Linked DNA regions of Gossypium hirsutum: region 1 is linked to region 2. The links are chromatin contacts, called in public Hi-C maps. All regions are on one chromosome and are shown on one strand. The core of a region is the stretch at or near the end of the contact, and the rest is flanking DNA. Distances in the headings are between cores, read along the strand shown.

What was found. Hi-C and Micro-C count contacts between places; a contact is called where the count stands out from the background.
Region 1: a Hi-C map of hypocotyl shows a contact between it and region 2, with 1.8 times the contacts expected there. The contact joins the promoter of LOC107915183 here to the enhancer-like site in region 2. A contact is called at or near these places in 6 of 34 Hi-C or Micro-C datasets (fibers, hypocotyl, leaf and 1 more).

Annotation. Positions count from the first base shown.
Region 1 is chrD08:9,056,908-9,059,607 of Gossypium_hirsutum_v2.1, forward strand. LOC107915183 (auxin-induced protein 22D) reads left to right here and starts at 1,414. Exons shown (of 4, transcript XM_016844345.2): 1 at 1,414-1,849; 2 at 1,931-2,136; 3 at 2,231-2,330; 4 at 2,424-2,700. The coding sequence starts at 1,626. The coding sequence ends at 2,496.
Region 2 is chrD08:9,023,345-9,026,044 of Gossypium_hirsutum_v2.1, forward strand. No RefSeq gene overlaps it. Among protein-coding and RNA genes, the nearest start is that of LOC107908290, 16 kb to the right of the region's middle. Within about 2 kb of position 1,332, at least 3 of the 9 cell types and tissues checked have an H3K27ac peak or open chromatin away from gene starts, as enhancers often do. A contact at or near this core is called in hypocotyl and leaf, where this site is marked.

The sequences.
Region 1 (2,700 bases), core at 164-2,663, 34 kb after region 2:
AATATAATTATTACAAATTCAAGTATATAATATTATACATTTGAAACAAATTTTAATAAAAAAAATTGTATACCCATATAAATATTACATAAAATATATTGGATTATAAACCAAGGTTAAAAATGTGGTTTGACTTCAAAAGTGTTTTTTCAAATGCAAAAGCTAATAATTATATCTTTTGCATTTGAGTCCAAAACTATTTTTGACTTCAAAAGTTATTTATTTAACGTTGCTTATGACCTCAAAAATACTTTTGAGGTTAGAATTTGCATAGGTCCATGTACTCTTCTAAATTTTAAAATTTAGTCCCTATACTTTTGTTTTCAAGAATTTATTTTCTTTACTTTTAAAATTTCAAAATTTAAATTCAATTATTAACATTATTAACATTTTCTTCTTTTTTTTTGTTAAATTTGTTAGTGAGACATTTTGAAATTTTAAAAAAAAACTCACTTGGTAGCCTTATAAAAAATAATTTTGTAATGAACATAAAATTAACAAAATAATTTTAACAGTGTTAACAATTAAATTTTAAATTTAAAAAAAATAAAGGACTAAATTTCTAAAAAATGTATTTTTCAAAAGCAAGACTTAAGTTATATTTTAATTTGTGGAGAAGAGGATGAGATTTGGGGGATCTCCTTCTATTTCCAATCCAATCACTCATTGAGATATTTGAAGATCAAAATTTGTGAACTGGACAAGCCGGCAATTTCTAACCTTAGAGACACAACAACAAAGAGGTAGCAGCATTGGCAGTGCCGCATGACATGTTACATTTTACAAGTCATCAATTAAAGAACGGTCTCACTGTTGTCAACCCCACATGTAATTGCCTTAACTATCAAATCACATCTACGTGGGACCCCCTTTTCACATGTTGCTGTTCCCAACCCCCCCTCGTGATCCTACCAAATTTTTGTTATTTTGAATTTCATCCCTATTCTATGAAAATTAATCATTTAGTCCCTTACAATTTGATCTTCATACTTTGGAAGTAGTCTAATTGAATAACATTGTTAATTCTTACTGTCAAATCGTTGACCTAAAAATCAACAACTGAATTAACTTCTCAATTTTCAGATATAAAGGAAAATCAAAGGGCTAATTTCGTAATTAGACTCTCCAATGAAATCCTCACCCTCAGACCCCCAATCTCAGCCGTCCAATTCGGTCCACATTCTTCAATGTCATCGGGTGTGGTTGTCCCTCCTTTGTCCCCTTCATTTGGTGCACCAAACTCGACACTGCCCCACATGTAACAGGCAGCCATATCTATAGTTGTCTGGGATCCCAATCCACGCGCTTTGCTCAACGTGTCCCCGAATCCCAAGTCATTGTGTCGTGGAGGAAGCGCGTAGTACACCGCGTTCGCAGGATACCATTTATCATTTCTCATCAATGAAATACATGCAGGAGAAAGCAAAGTCACCTACAGCTCAGAAATTGTCCCTTTCAAGCCCCCCTATAAAACTAGTTACCCTGCCCTCCCCATCTTCATCCTCATCAACATACAGTTACAGCAACCACAAAAAAAGGAGAGTTAAAAGAGTTTTTAAAAGGAATCTGCAAAAGAAAATTCGTCAACTTGTACAAGATTTGGAGCAACATTGAAGGGTATAGCAATGGAAAGGAGAGTGAATTACGAGAATGATCTCAATCTCATGGCAACTGAGCTAAGATTGGGATTGCCTGGTTGTGGTGATGATGAGCCCCAAAGAAAAACAAATCCCAGTATCAGAAATAATAAAAGAACTGCACCTGAGATTTCTGAGGTATCGAGTTCTGAGAGCAGTTCTAGCATTACAATGTCTGGGAGTGATGATCAAGACAGTCCCCCTCCTGCCAAGTAAGTATATATTTACCGGTGAAGACTATAGGGTAAGGCTGATAACAGAATTTTAACGTAAAATTCCATGGATTAATGCAGGGAACAAGTCGTAGGATGGCCACCAATCCGATCATACAGGAAAAATTGCTTACAAAGTTCGAAGAGAAATGAAGTTGAAGGGATGGGGATGTATGTGAAAGTAAGCGTTGATGGAGCTCCTTATCTCAGAAAGATTGATCTCAAGGTTTATAGGAGCTATCCTCAACTCCTCAAAGCTTTGGAAAATATGTTCAAGCTCACCATTGGTAAGATTTCCCTTGACAAATTAAATTAAATTAAATCAACCCTATGATAAAAAAGCTATAGTTCTGATTGGCTTATTGATCTGCAATTTTAAAGGTGCATACTCAAAGAGGGAAGGCTACAATGGATCTGACTATGCTCCTACTTATGAAGACAAAGATGGTGACTGGATGCTTGTTGGAGATGTTCCCTGGGAGTAAGTTTTTTTCTCCATACTTAAATATATATTGAATTCCTTTGGTTATAATTACCAATAAACTCATTTTTTTATTCTCTCATTTGTTTACAGGATGTTCATTTCCTCCTGCAAGAGGCTGAGAATCATGAAAGGATCAGAAGCTAGAGGGTTGGGCTGTGTATGAGCCACCAAATTATTTAACAAGAAAGAAAGTTTTCTTTGGCTTTGGATAATCCAAATTCTGCAAGGAAGATCAATTTGGTCTTCCTGGAAAGTGAGGGGGCTATTTGCTAGAGCAAAATTTCTCAAAGATTTGACGACATGGCTGGCCTTTTTAGCCTCCTCTATGCATGTCAAATATCTATACTTGTTTTATAGCACAAAACCA
Region 2 (2,700 bases), core at 82-2,581:
ATCGAGATATTGGCATAATAAAATCTGAGATATTTGCAATATATGGTCCCTAATTGTAAAGTGACTTTGCAAGTTGATCCCTGAACCTCAACTATAAATAGGCATAACCATCTCTCATTCTGTATCTCAAACTTGCCATTCTCTACTTAAGGCATTGTTTTCTCTCTCTCTCTTTGTAAATTCTCACTTGTATTTTGGAGTGAAATATATTTGGTAGTGCCCGAGGACGTAGGCAAAATTTGCTGAACCTCGTTAAATTCTTGTGTTCTTTATTGTATTATTCTGCATGAATTGTGTATGTGATTGTAGTGATTTATTGTGCTATTAAATTACGATTGAGAGATATTCTGGCTAGGAAAGACCTGGTACTTAAGCGATTCTTGTGATCCACCTCTCTTTCCTGGGAATTGAACTTAGTGTGATTTTTTAGTACAATAATTTTACTCTTTTACACGCTTCCGCACAACAGTTTAAGAAAATAATAGAAATGAGACTTTGAGTCTATATAAAGACCTATTTTGTAAGTTTTATTCCCACATTAATAGGTGGCTCCAAAAAATAAGAAAAAATATTGGTGTTGCCACTTTTAATATTGATGTGGCAAAAAGAAGTTTTTTTCTATCAATACGCTGAAAATGTGTCCAAGTGGAAGGGTAGAAAATTACTTCCAGCTGAACGTGTTTTTGTAAAATTGACTTGTTACCTTAATTTTTTCAAAAATCAGTTTATTCACATAAATTTTTTAAAAAATCGACATTTATGAATATTTAAGTCCATAAAATTAGAATTCTTTTTTAAGATAATGAAAGCTTAATTATTTCTTAAAGATAAATTCAAATTTTTAACCTTTTAAAAAGAATTAAAATTGATCATCAATTTTGGAGAGAAAATAATTTTTCTTTAATGAAAATACTAATTAAAATGTTAAATTTTTAAATAAGGCAACAATTAACATATATTTCATGCTAATTTTTTTAAAAAAATTATGAACTTTTTATATATTTTTTACTTTTAATTTTAATTTTTTTATAAATTTTAAATTATTTATTGGCATTAAATATAAAACAAATGATATTAGGTTAATATGACGTGCACATGAATGATCATGCGAATTGTCAAGCCAACAATGTTAAAAAATTAATTTTTTATTTATTATTTCCATTAAAAGATTAATTTTAAAAAAATAAACGAATTTAATTAAAAGATAAATATTAAATTAATAAAATATATAAATATCAAAACTAAATTTGTCAGAATGGGTTGAAATGGTGGGTGGGCATGAAAAGCAAATACCAAACCCAATAATAATTACAGCAACACAAGAAGGGGCAGGGTGGGGACTGCTCTTAATTGTCTTCAGCCTTACTATCAACATCAGCAATCAATACACCACCACTCGTGTGTTTCGATGATATGATAACTTGGCAGTTGGCATTTATCTTGGAAGAAAAGCTGGTTGACCCCTTTAGGCTTCTTAAAAAGAATATTGTAAATAAAATATTATTTAAGGATAACCTTTTTATTATCAAAAAAATTGTGTAGTTCTTTTTTTTTTCCAAAAATGAAATTTGAATTAAACTACCTTAATTTTCTAAATAATAAAAAAGTTAGCCTACTTCTCTATATAATTTTTAAATTTATTATATTTTATAAAAGAAATATAAAGATGAGTAATTATTTTATTGTTATTGTCTATTAAAGGTGGGTTTGGATGGGTGATAGGGTACGGTGCGTTTAACTTATTTTTTGTCTCACGCTACAATATCGTTACAGTATCTAATCTCACTGCCACTGTTATTTTTACACTAATCATAGGTAAACATACCATCCATCTAAACTTACCTTAAAATGAATAAATTCATTGCACTAAAATTGGCATTGTATTCGAATTGAGATGTAAAATTAGTATAAAGCTTAAAAAGGGTATCTAACTTCATGAGTCAAATTGAAGATTGTGACTAAAATTGTAGCTCTACGTGGGTGGATATTATCCGTAATCTTTTATAGATTTATGACGTGGTCAATTCCTGTCATGCATAACTAACTTGAGCTTATCAATGTTGAAGATGTCCAAACAATTACAATAGTTCATCATAGAACCGGAAATATTGCAACAATGCGGAGCACAGAAATGCGATAGTTGAAGCTCCCGATTCATCAAGACTACCTGTGAATAATTCCCCAACAATGCGTCATGAAGTTGAAATTCAAGAACCCCACATAGACATACCATCAACGTCTCAGAGGATATGATAGTGTGCGAGTTGAGTATCAATCTAAATGTACCTTTGGATGATCTATACGAGCCTATCACAGCATCGATATCTAGCACCATTCAGTATTCTGTATTCGACCATACTCGTTGAATGGTGATTCCTAATAATATGTATTAATATAGTGCACCTAATCTATATTTGGACGAGCACATGCAACTTTTTACTAAATTCATACGGGTATTATCTTCGTACATATATCATTACTAATCCCGATACATAATTTCTTATTTCATTTACAAGTTCTATAATCAATCAACTTTTACATTTTGCACGATGTATTATTTCATAATAGTCAATATTCACATGACTTTTCAATTCAATCCATTTTAAGCCACATGCCAAATTCACTAAATTCTACTTATAACTAAACATATAGATGAAACCAAATACAATTCACACATAATATAAAACAAGATGGTAACTT